Linked DNA regions of Mus musculus: region 2 is linked to region 1. The links are chromatin contacts, called in public Hi-C maps. All regions are on one chromosome and are shown on one strand. The core of a region is the stretch at or near the end of the contact, and the rest is flanking DNA. Distances in the headings are between cores, read along the strand shown.

The links. Hi-C and Micro-C count contacts between places; a contact is called where the count stands out from the background.
Region 2: a Hi-C map of double positive thymocytes shows a contact between it and region 1, with 6 times the contacts expected there. The contact joins the promoter of Cand2 here to the enhancer-like site in region 1. A contact is called at or near these places in 16 of 39 promoter capture datasets (3T3-L1-derived adipocytes, the C10 cell line, HPC-7-derived erythroid cells and 11 more), 1 of 15 datasets of contacts at CTCF or cohesin (large pre-B cells), 55 of 484 Hi-C or Micro-C datasets (the AML12 cell line, B cells, the Ba/F3 cell line and 30 more), 14 of 115 datasets of contacts at active chromatin or transcription factors (the HPC-7 cell line, craniofacial prominence, embryonic forebrain and 8 more) and 3 of 9 other capture datasets (adipose tissue, liver and pancreatic islet).

What each region holds. Positions count from the first base shown.
Region 1 is chr6:115,615,672-115,622,458 of GRCm38.p6, forward strand. Raf1 (v-raf-leukemia viral oncogene 1) reads right to left here. Exons shown (of 17, transcript NM_029780.4): 13 at 6,145-6,191; 14 at 4,538-4,656; 15 at 4,114-4,245; 16 at 3,888-4,022; 17 at 2,898-3,738. The coding sequence ends at 3,595. Mkrn2 (makorin, ring finger protein, 2) reads left to right here. Exons shown (of 8, transcript NM_023290.3): 7 at 1,627-1,771; 8 at 1,923-2,999. The coding sequence ends at 2,060. Among named protein-coding and RNA genes, the nearest start is that of Mkrn2, 17 kb to the left of the region's middle. Within about 2 kb of position 4,385, at least 48 of the 459 cell types and tissues checked have an H3K27ac peak or open chromatin away from gene starts, as enhancers often do. A contact at or near this core is called in CD8 T cells, bone marrow-derived macrophages, double positive thymocytes and 3 more, where this site is marked.
Region 2 is chr6:115,771,702-115,777,651 of GRCm38.p6, forward strand. It overlaps Cand2 (cullin-associated and neddylation-dissociated 2 (putative)), which reads left to right and starts at 2,856. Exons shown (of 15, transcript NM_025958.2): 1 at 2,856-2,977. The coding sequence starts at 2,910. It overlaps Mir7660 (microRNA 7660), which reads left to right and starts at 3,956; the gene lies at 3,956-4,018.

The sequences.
Region 1 (6,787 bases), core at 3,135-5,634:
TACATGTGTTGTATTTACATTATTACAAAACCCTCAAGGCAACATCAGATTTGCCATTTAAATTTTTTTCCTTTTATGTCATTGTTTTTATTGAGACAAGATCTCACTGTGTAGTGCTGGCTGGCCTGGAACTTGCTACATAGACTAGGCTGGCCTACAAGTCAAAAGATCCACCTGTCTGTGTCACCCAAGTACTGGAGTAAAAGGCCTGCATGACCATGCCTGGCTAAAATACACTTATTTATTTGTTTTTTTAAAGTGCACCCCTCTCCAATTATTTATTTTGGAAGTTCTTATATTTATCTAGATTCTGTGGCTTGATATTTACACATTTTTTTCTCCTGTCATGTGATTATGTTCACCCACGAGAGGGCAGATGCTGCCAGACAGAGCTGGTTGGGCTTAGAAAGGTGCTGTGCTGAAGTTTGACATTGTTTCACTGCTGTTGATGTTGCCTGGCTGTGCATCCCTCTGGTGGATGTTCTTGGGCAGTCTCCAGACACAGGGTTTGTGCCAGGCACCACCAGGGAAAGGAGAAATGAGTGAGATCATCTCCCATCAAAGGGTGATGGAACAGTATGGTGGCAGATTTCATCAGTAACCCAAGCTAGAACTGACTAAGCACTTGAGTACACCTTGGATGCGAGAAGGAAGTTGTATGGCGCTCTGTACCTGTCCTGTGGGCTAGACAGCAGCACTGTGGTCCTTTGAAGAGGTTGGAGACTTACTAGTGGGATGGGAGGATGTCAAGGAAGGCATGACTAGCAGACAGGCAGCCATGCATACTACCCTGCTAATGGGACAGTGGGCACTGGAGGGTCAGGTGGGTTTGGCGTTTGGTTTGTCTGTAGATTAGATGAATGTAAGAGCTGAGAACACCAAGTGAGGTAGCCAAACTGGAGCTTGTGACTTTGGTGGGCAGATAGGTAGGACTGGAGGAGAAAAAGGAGGGAAGACAAGGTTTGTTTTTGATACAGGGTCTAGCCCTGGCTGGAGTATCTGTAGACTACACTAGCCTCAAACTCGGGGACCTTCTGTCTCTGCTTTCCAAGGTCTGTGCCACCATACCCAATGAGAAGGCAGTTCAGAAGCTCATGAAGGGCCCCTTGGAGAGCTGAGAGTTTACTGTCCAGACCATAAGAAAAAAAAGATTCCACACAACAGAGAAGAGCCAGGGGCAGAGTAAAGAGTTAAGCTAGGTTCTAAACAGTAGAAGGTATCTGTCACTTTAGGCATCTGCTAAGACCTGCTTTCCCAGGCTGACAGGATTCCTGACCAGGAGGAAAGGAAACTAACTCACTTGCTTTGGAGACCTGAGCAGAGCAAGTGAACCAGCTTCAGACCTCGGCATGCTGGAGTTATCCAAGCCTCACTCAGCCCTAGTGCAGCACTGGAGCTCAGGGATGGGGTGGGGGTGGGGCGCCCTGCTCCTAAGCACTGCCGCCTCCACACAGTGCATCCCAGCAGCTTTGCCTAGCTTGAGAATCAGAGTACCAACTGTGAGGTCAACAGGCCACCTCACTTCTCCAGCAAGGCTTCCCCAGTGGAAAAGAGGTAATGTAGCCAGAACACAGTAGTCACGCTTAATTCCATTTTTCCATCAGCCTCTGATTTTGTGTTTTTCAGGAAGAAGGCATGCAAATACTTTGAACAAGGCAAGGGGACCTGCCCCTTTGGAAGCAAGTGCCTTTACCGTCATGCTTACCCTGATGGGCGGCTGGCAGAGCCAGAGAAACCTCGGAAGCAGCTAAGCTCTGAAGGCACTGTGAGGGTAAGTAGTGGGCATTCCTGGGTGCTTACTGCCCAGGCTCCTAGTAGCTTTGGCAGCAGAACAGGAGTCAGCATAAGCAAAATACAAGCTGGCACTCATCGTCTGCTGCTATCTCCATTGACCCAGGGGTGCTTGTTGGCTGTTTTTGCAGTTCTTTAACTCAGTTCGGCTTTGGGATTTTATCGAGAACCGAGAAACCCGGCAAGTCCCCAGCACTGACGATGTGGATGTGACAGAGCTAGGAGACCTCTTCATGCACCTTTCTGGAGTAGAATCATCAGAACCCTAGTCAGTGCTGACGCCTTCATTTGGCTCTGCAGTCAACTTTCCAAGGCACGGTGTGGACGCATCTGTCACCGACCCGAGGTGACGTGGTACTGGGATGTGAGTGCAGTAGTGAGTCCCCCTGGGAAGGGAAGGGAGATCACCACGTCCACAGAATCACTACATTTAGAGTTGAGCTCTCAGTTGTACCTCCAACCCCTTTCTCCGGGACCAGCTATGTGGTCCAGCTGTTTTAATTGAGTGCTTTTAAATGAAACCTGACTGCCATCTTTCTTTTGTGACTTTCTTCCTTAAGCAACAGTAAACTTGCAGCAGATCTGGTTTTTTTTTTTTTTCCTTGCCAAGACATCGCCAGCCCTGTAGAAGGCTCCTCTGCAGTGATCATCTCTAATAGAGTTGTCGAGCCTTGGAATTGATGCAGCTGTGTAGTGAGAACACATTTGGCCATATTGGTGCTGCTGTACCATAGTGTAGACTTTTACAGCTGTGAGGGTGGCTATTGAGTTCCTTCCAGTGTCTCAAGTCACAGGTGTGTGCAGTTGTGAAGATCTCCAGGGAGACTCCATCTTACCCTCCCCTTGTACTAAGAGCACAAGACACAGGACTCACAGATTGCTTGTTCTCCCCTATAAAGTAGTAGGCTCCACACTTGTTTTTGTGGTAAACAGGAGCAGTCACTCCTCTGTCTAAGAACTGGGGGCAAGAAAGAGCAAATTTGTCCTGAACCTGAATTTATTTTTATAAGAAAACCTGTTATTACCTGTGTGCTTTTCACTTGGTTGTTCATGAACTGCAGAGGGGGCTCCTTGAGTTCTGTCTGCACAAGAAACTGCACTGCAAGTTTTGAAGGAGTCAGTAGCCATTAAACCTAAATTTAATTTATTTTATTAAAATAACATAAGGAACCAACTGTATTGGCTCAATAAAAACAAAATTAAAACCCAAAATCATTAAGAAAACCTGTATTCCTGGCTTTCTTACAGACAAGGATGTGGCTACAGATAGGGTTGGGCCGCGGCCCACCCCATAGGGGCAGCTCCTGGAAGACAGATTCAGCACGTGGGAGGCTGCCAAAGGTGGAGCACCGCGCTTGGAAAGCCATCCACACAGGACACCTTAGACACAGTTTGTCCACAAAGTTCTGTAGTACCAAAGCAGGCTCCCCCAGGTGGCCAGGACTCCATGTGCAAAACTGGCACTGCACCACTGTCCATATAGGCTCAAGGAGCCAAGTTCCCAATTGCATGTCCCTGCAGCAGCCGGAGTGCCCTACCTTCTCCAAGGCCACTTGCCCTACAAATACTCAGCTGACTTGTATACCTCTGGAGCTGAGCAGGCTTTCTTGGTGGACAGCTTCCATTTCCAGGGCAGGAGGGGTAGAAAAGAAGGCAATATGAAGTTAAGGCCCTGTGAGTAGTCTAGGTCCTTAGCAGCAGCAGCTTTTCCAAAAACATGCATTCTGCCCCCAAGGAAACAGAAAGTGGTGCCTGCTGACTCTTCTTCGTCCCCTGGTGGCCTAAGAACAGCTACATCATCAGCTAGAAGACTGGTAGCCTTGGGGATGTAGTCAGCGTGCAAGCATTGATGTCCTCAGTGTGAGCTGCCCGATGCAGGGAAGGCTCAGAGGCGCTCCTGTTGATTTTCGGCAGAGAGTGCTGAAGCAGCTCGATGGAAGACAGGATCTGAAACAAGGCCCCACGTGGTCTCATTAGTTGGAAACTTGGTATCTCCCCAACCATACCAAGAGCTTGTGGAGGTCCTCTCTCCACCGACCCAATCCTGGCCCACATTTACATCCTTAGAATGTTATATTTCAACTGAGCTCTCTAACCTGGGGAAACAAAGGTCTCTCTTCTTTGACTTTCTTCACACAGTCAGCCACCAACCTCTTCATTGCCTTGGGGCAGTTCTTGTAGAGCCTGCTGAGATCAGGGGATGCATACCCACGGCCTACCATGAAGATGATCTAAAGAAGAAACAGTTGAACAAAGGAGTCTGTGAAGGAGAGTCCCAGGACTAAGTAGCCCCTCACTGTGTCGCCCGGCCATGCAGATCACCTGGTCTCGGTTGTTGATGTGGGCGTAGGGAAGCTCCCCAGCCATCAGCTCGTACAGCACGATGCCGTACGAGTACACGTCGGACTGGAAGCTGAACGGGTTGTCATCCTGCATCCGGATTACTTCTGGGGCCTGTAAGGATGAAGTGTGTTAATCCCTAGGGAATGACCTCCAGAGACATTGAGGAACCAGGCTATTTTAACTAGTCAGGAAGGAAGTTCAAGTCCTTAGCCCAGGGTAGCTCCTCCCACAAAACCCCACAGGCGCTGGCCTCTGTTGCTTTGCCAGGATATGCGGTTTTGCCTTAAGCTAACTGACACCACAGATCAACCAGACCCCCATGGCTGTGCAGAAATGCTGTCAAATTTTGCACCCTACTCTGGCCCAGTAATTCCATCATGTTGTGTGGGGCCAGCTTCCTCACCATCCACAGCACAGAGCCAGTGGGCTGTTCAACCTGCTGAGAACCACTCCAGCGTGACTTCACTGTTGCCAAACCAAAATCTCCAATTTTCACCGTGAGGCCTTCATGGAGAAATATATCTCGATGCTTGTTAAGGAGACTGACAGTTTATACTGTTTATAACAGTGCTTCTGGCCTCCTTCACTTCACTACTAAATCTTTCAGGAGACAGGGAACGATGGCATGCGCACACTCAATTACAGGGCCCCACACTGCTTATCCCCTCTGCCTACATTTGGTACTCAGGTTTACCACCCAACTGGTCTACATTGTGACTTCTGTCAGCTTACTGCTAGGTAACAGGCAATTTTGGTCTGATTTGTGACCTGCTGATTTATTGGAATTCAAGCCTTAAATCTTGGCCCAGTGCTTAGCTGCCGAAAAAGAATGACCTCAAGAAAGGAGGTCATGGCCACCGAATAAGCATAGCTCATTGGCCATGCAGAACAGCTGAGTTTAACCACCCTGCCATGTGCCATCTTACAGCATGAAAGGTGCAGTTGGTAAGGAGATGCTATTTCTAACAGTGGCCTCTAGGCTGACTTCTGTACATTTAACAGAAAGTAGCCATTTTGAAATTTCTGGAATTCTGGGATACTGGTTCTAAGATGCTAATTCCAGGAGACCTTAAGAAATATTGTGTCCTTTGAGTTAAAAATAGGAGGTCAGGTGATTAGTGGAATTTTGGTTGAAGTCTGACTCACAATAGTTACAGTGGGCCTTCAAACTGTTTCCCCTGGGAAAAGCTAAATGGAAGCCTTTAGCAGGGTCTCTGCCAGGGATGGGAACCAAAAGTGTCACATCCCTGGCAGAATTGCAGCAATCAGTGCTACCATCAAAGACTTGAAAGATGCAGGGGTGGTGATTCATGGCCAGTACAGAAGACAGATGGACTGTAAAAAGTGACAGGCTATACCAGATGTGGTGTCCTTACTTGAGCAATTAGCATACTTCCTGATATACGATGTGTAGCTACTGACCTAGCAAATGCCTTTTTCTTTGGTATCTGTCCATAAGGACCACCAGAAGCAATTGCTTTTGATTAGAAAGATCAACAGTAAACCTTTAACTCTCCAGCCTTGTGTCATAACTTAGTTTGAAGGGATCTTGTTCATGTCTCTTCTACAAAATATCACATTGGTCTACTATATGGCTGACATTATGCTGGTCTGAAAAGTGAGCAGGAGGCAGCAATCACTTATGACTTGTTGGTATTAGATACATGCATCAGATACTTTCCCATCTGTATGCAGGCTTACACCTTCCATAGGCTCAATAGAAATAGATGCAATAACCTTCTCAAGCTATATTCTGGATAATCTAACCAGGCTGAGTTCAAGTCTATTTCAAGTGTGTATCGCCTCAGAAGGAATTATTTCCAGATCACTGTTGGTTAAAAAAAATAATAATAAAACCTTAAGGAACTCTCATGATCACCATGTTTGGCTTCTCAACTATATTTCTATTTTCCTTTAAAAGTCCCCTTCTCCCCATTCTGGCACCATGAACCATGTGTGCAAAAAGGCCCTTTTGGGTCCTTAAGCTGAGAACTCAATACCAAAGGATACTGTTGGATTTCATGTCTCTGTGGATGATGTTCTTTGCATGCAAATAGCTGTGAAGGAGAAAAATCACTCAGTTAACCACCTCACTGCCCTTCAGCTAACTGGTGGGTAGCACTGTGCTCTGCATATTGAAACTTGGATTTGCTCTGCAAACCAAGCCAGGCATTTCACCTCACATTCTGCCTATCCAAGACAAACCCAGAAGTGGGAAGGCAGATTGTCAGAGGCCGGGGATGGCTGTGAGCTGGATTTTTTTCTGGGCGGTAAGAACACAGAATGTAGTAATAGGATACAGAAAAGCCCCCAAGCCATACACTTCCAAAATAATTTGTATGGTATTTGAATTGTACCTGTGCTGCTTATGATTTAGAGTTCTGTATGAATTTTTTTGTTCTTTAGTTTTTCGAGACAAGGTTTCTATTTAGTCCTGCCTGTCCTAGAACTTGCTCTATAGACTATACTGGCCTTAAACTCAGAGATGCAACTTGCCTCTTGAATGCTGGGATTAAAGATATGCACCACCTATCTGGCTTCTGCATGACTTTAAGACAGAACGAAGCACTTATTTTGTAACACACCAACTACAGTCACCTGGCTGTAAGCACTAAGGAGCTCTGCACCCTCACCATAAGGGCACTTGGGAAAC
Region 2 (5,950 bases), core at 1,606-4,105, 150 kb after region 1:
TTTATAAGATTCATTTATTTATTATATGTAAGTACACAGTAGATGTCTTCAGACACCCCCATAAGAGGGCATCAGATCTCAGATCTCATTACAGATGGTTGTGAGCCACCATGTGGTTGCTGGGATTTGAACTCAGGACCTTCAGAAGGGCAGTCAGTGCTCTTAACCGCTGAGCCATCTCTCCAGCCCACCCTGTCTTGAGAAACCAAAATTAACTAGTTAATTAATTATGGGTAGAAGGATGGCTCAGTGGTTTAGAGCACTTGTTATTCTTCTTTTAAAAAAAGATTTATTTATTAATTTATTTTATGTATGAGAGTACACTGTAGCTGTACAGATGGTTGTGAGCCTTCTATGTGGTTGTTGGGAATTGAATTTTAGGACCTCTGCTCACACCGGTCAACCCTGCTTGCTCAGGCCCAGAGATTTATTTATTATTTTACATAAGTACACTGTAGCTGACTTCAAACACACCAGAAGAGGGCATCAAATCTCATTACGGGTGGTTGTGAGCCACCATGTGGTTACTGGAATTTGAACTCAGGACCTTCAGAAGAACAGTCAGTGCTCTTACCCACTGAGCCATCTCGCCAGCCCTGAGCACTTGTTACTCTTGCAGAGGACCTGGGTTCAATTCTCAGCACCCACATGGTGGTTCACAACCGTCTATAACTCTAGTTCCAGGGGATCTGACGCCCTCCTCTGGCCTCTTCGGGTACTGCATTCACATGGTACACAGACATACATGCAAGCTAAACATTCATATACATAAAATAAGACAAACCTTTAAATTACTTTAAAAAGTTTGATTGGAATACAAATCCAATGTAAGATGATGCACTCTACAGTTAGAAAACGCATGCTTTCATTCAACACATGCAGGCTTCCAGAGTCCCACTAAGTGCTCAAGGAGTAAGATCTGAAACTCTGAACTGTAAACAGGGTTTACCAGAGGAGTGAAATAGCAACCTTTACCCAAATCAGTCTATTGTTATAAAAAATGAAAAAGGGGGCTGGAGAGATGGCTCAGTAGTTAAAACCATTTATTGCTCTTGCACAGGTCCTGGGGTCCCAGTATGCATGTGACAGCTCACAACAGTGGGTAACTACAGTTTCTTGGAGTCTATTGCCCTCTTCTGTCCTTCATGGGTACTGCAATATATATATATATATATATATATATATATATACACACACATATATATATATACACACACATATATATATACACACACATATATATACATATACATATACACACATACATATATACACACATATATATACATATATACATACGCATACATACATACACACACACACACACATATATATATATATATATATATATATATATATATATATATATACACACACATATACATATGTGTATGTGAGCAAGAAACTCCTAGATACAAAATACAAATAAATAATAATGATAAAATGTAAAAAATTCCAATTTTGTCTCCACTGTCATTTACTAAATAACTGCCTAAGGTGCCAAGTGATTGCTATATTTCTCCCTGGGAGTATTCACAGTCCCCTGAAGGGCTGTCTCCCCTTCTCATTCATGAAACAATGACTTTCTTCTGGGATGGCCACATAGGTGTGAGCGAGACAGGAGCAAGAAGACTAGGAGAAATGTAGAGGTCCCTAGCCTCCAAGGCTTGGGACTTTGTAGCCACTGTTCAGTCATCTAGAGGAAGAGAAGTTGGATTAGGAGTCGGAAATCAAAGATGTAGCAGATGTCTCATTTAAATCCTTCCTTTCTTTATCTTTTTTTCTAAAGACAGGATCTATGTAGCCAAGGTTGAAATTTTGATCCTCCTGCCTTCCTGCCTTCACCTGCCAAGTTCTGGAATTGCAGGTATGAGACACCCCAGCCCCCTAGATTTCCTTTTACCAACCTGAGGGTGTGGCTCTGTGGTAGAGAAGAACCAAAACAGAAATTTTAATACATTTAAGATAAAACTTTCTTAACCAGGGTCTTGGTGCATGCCTTTAATCTCAATACCTGGGAGAAAGAGGCAGGCAGGTCTCTGAGTTTGAGGCTAGCCTGGTCTACAAAGTGAGTTTCAGGGCAGCAATTACTATACAGAGAAACCTTGTCTCAAAAAACAAAAACAAAAACAAAAAAGAAAAAACAAAACAAAGCAAGAAAGATAAAGGTTTCTTTTATTCCTTTGAGTAACTAAAAATAGCCAGCAGAGGTTGTGTGACTCCCCAAGCTAGGTAGCAGAGATTTGAAGCGACACTTCCTTTCCAGTTTAAAGAGTCCCCCTAAAGATCTACGCGCGCGCGCGCGCACACACACACACACACACACACACACACCTCCTAACTGGGGAAAACTGTGATCAACTTTAGGGAACAGCTATTGCTCTCGGCTTTGGGAACCTGAAGTCCGTCCTTAATTCATCTCAGGTTCTTTGGCTGTGTGGAACCTGGTAGAATCTGGAATTGCCATCCCATGTCCCTGTTTGCATGAGTGCCATTGAGAGAGCAAAGTCAAGGGGTCTTCAAGGCACAATCGGGAGAAGGCGTGGTCAGGGCCGGGTGGTGAGCTGCTGGTGCCCATGCTGAGCAGAGCTGTCCAGGAGAGGGGGCCAGGCCCGTTACTTCAGTCCTGCTCGGGACAGGAGGGGAGAGAGAGAGAGAGAGAGAGAGAGAGAGAGAGAGAGAGAGAGAGAGAGAGAGAGAGAGAGAGAGAGAGAGAGAGAGAGAGAGAGAGAGAGAGAGAGAGAGAGAGAGAGAGAGAGAGAGAGAGAGAGAGAGAGAGAGAGAGAGAGAGAGAGAGAGAGAGAGAGAGAGAGAAGGGGCGTGGCCGGTGGGGGAGGGGGCGTGGTGGAGGGGAGGGGAGGCCGCGCCGCCATATTCGATTCGACCCGCAACCCCGCGGCGCAGCCAGCATGAGTACCGGTGCCTTCTACATCTCCAGCCTGCTGGAGAAGATGACGTCCAGCGACAAAGACTTCAGGTGCGCCCTGTGGGGGCTCGGGACTCGTTTTCAGGGGTCTCAGCCTGTCCCGGCCGCCCCTCTGCTCCCCTGCCCCCCCCCTGCGGACCCCTGTGGGAGCCCCCGGCCTCTTCGCCTGGGCCTGGCTGGGCCTGCAGCCCCGCCCCCAGCCTCTTCCCGCCTTTGCTGTGCTGGCCTCTCAAGTCCCCAACACTGGGCGCCCCCCAGGCTCTCCAGTGAAGTCCCCGTCGGCCTCTCTTTGGAACCCAGTGCAGTCCTCTTCTGACCCTCATTGAAACAGGCCGCTTCCCTGCACAACCTCCATCCAAGGCTATCTTCCGAGACCCACACTTCTGCCCGGTCTCTAGGTTACCCCATCCCCCGCACCCTGTACCCCTACCGGGTCTCCTAACCCTAACAAACTTTACTTTTCTTTCATCTCTTTCTTTTCATCCCGTGCCTTTTCTCCCTGGCCCCTCATCACCACCCCATCTTCCTTATTCCCCTCCTCTCCCAAGATGGTTTAGAGCAGGAAGCAAAGGTTGGGGTGAGGGCTATCTCTCTCCCCCATTCTTTTTCTCCTATCCTCCTCTCCAAACACCACAGAAACACAGGAACAGAGTTGGCAAGAGGAATGGGAATATCTGATGCAGCCCCTCTTGCAGGGGAAACTGAGGTTCAGTGATAAAAAGGGGTTGTTGGTCAGTTGTGGACCCTCAAGTCAACAGGACAGTGCACCATTCTGAGTCTTCTGTCACAGTAGTTATCCCTCCGATTACAAACAGGGAAAATTAGGTTCAGGGACATGAAGGGCCTGGATACAATGCTAACGGTAGGGCCAAGCAGAGTTGGAGGTGTCAGTGGGATTCCCAATCTAGCCAGTCCGGAGGGGCCAGAAGCCTATTTGTGTGGTCTGACCTTTTCCGTGTCCTGTAAATACAGTCCTCAAAAATCTCTGTGCAGCCCTAAGCCCCACAGTGGTAGTAGGGCTTGGGATCCTTTGCCCTGGCTTCAGATCTCGGCAACCATCACTAACTAGATCTGTAAGTGATGGGCAAAGTACTCCATGCCCTCTGAGCCTTAGCTTAGCTGTTTGTGCTTTAGGTAGCAGGTAAGTGCTTTGTGAATGGTTGTCCTGACTCTGTGCAGGGAAACGGGGCAGGTCCTGGTAGACTGTTCTTTGTTCTTTGGGCCCAAGTTCTTTCTGTTCTCCAGAAGTCTGGAGGGGGCTTTGACTTACTCAAAGTCACATGGCCTGCCAGAGTTGAGGGAATGACTCCTGGGCCTATCAGGGAGTTGGCTCTATCACTCAGGGCCTGAGAAGCCCTTTAAATCTGTCCCTGCCAGCAGCGTTGAGGACACCTAAAACCACCCTGAGCATATGAGAATGGTTTCTATTTTTAAAAGTCTGAATACCAAGAGCCTGAGCCTCCTCCCAACCCCCGCCCCCCACCAGCTGTCCAGGCACCATGTGTCCCAGTGTCCTATGGTGCTGCCTCTCAACATGGCAGGAGACCATGGCTTATGGTTCCCAGCGGGGAATGTCTGACTGGGGTTCCAGGCAAGGGACAGCCAGCCTTGGTTCTCAGTTTTATTTGGGGATCAGACTCTTGACAGAGAAAACCAAGAACTTGAGAGGTCTGACAGGGATGTCCAAATCCTTTTTCACTGAGGCAGTGCTGTTTGAGGATTCAGGTGACCTACCTCACGCTGGTGCTTCGTAACCTCTCTGAGCCTGCTTGCTCAGATTGACCTATTAAAACCCTCAAGGATGCTGTGGGAGAGGGGCAAAGACAATTTCCGTTTTATTCATGGAAAAACCGAGGCTTGGGGTTAAGGAGGCAGCTGGCCAAATTTTACCTCACTGATAAGACAAGTATGTTTACTTAAAGCCTCGCTCTGCTTTGGAGCTCTTGCTTGTCAAATTATTATCCCCACCACCCCAGCACCATGACATTTCCTCTGAGAGTGATGTCTGCAGACCTGAGGTGTTTGAAATGCTGCGGTATATTTGTGAATGTTGATTTCTGGGTTCGGGTTTCCACGAGGCCGCTTGGCTCTAAGCCAGTGGTTCTCAACCTTCCTAACACTGCACACCTTTAATACAGTTCCTTGTGTTGTGGTGACCTCCAACCATAATATGAATTGGTTGCTACTCATAACTATAATTTTGCTATTGTTCGGAATGGTAATGTAAATACTTGATGCAGGATATCTAATATGTCTCACACACACACACACACACACACACACACACACACTCCAAAAAGGGGCCTCGATCCACACCTCTGCTCAAGGTCTGTTGAGCACAAACTCTCCTGCCCTCACCCTGCTCCCTTGTCAGACCTGTTCCTTGCTGAGCTTGGAGTATTAGATGTGAGCCTGCTGAGCAAGAGTATGTGTGCACGCACATGTGTTTATGTGTGTGCAAGATATGTGCATATATTTATGTATGTATGTTTGTTTGTGTGTACATGTGTGAAAGTATATGTATTCATATATGTGTGTGTATGTGCATGGTATGGGGGTTATTATGTGTATGTGTATATATGTGGGGATATTATATGTCTTTCTGTGTGTGTGTGTGTGGGTGTGTGTGCATGAAGTGTTCTCATACATTCGCTGTATGGGAGAAAAGTGCTGTCAAGGAGGGGTGCAAAGTCCTGAAGTGACTATCTAGGGAGACTGTAATGCTTAGGTGTGTGTTGGTCAGGGTGATCAGGATCACCCCTGAAGCAGGAACATTTGCATCAAACTCTTTTTTTTTTTAATTTATTTATTTATTATATGTAAGTACACTGTAGCTGTCCCCAGATACTCCAGAAGAGGGCATCAGATTTCGTTAGGGATGGTTGTGAGCCACCATGTGGTTGCTGGGACTTGAACTCGGGACCTTCGGAAGAGCAGTCGGCGCTCTTAACCACTGAACCATCTCACCAGCCCTGCATCAAACTCTTGATGGGTGCGCTAGTTGGTTTTCCAAGTCAGGTTGAC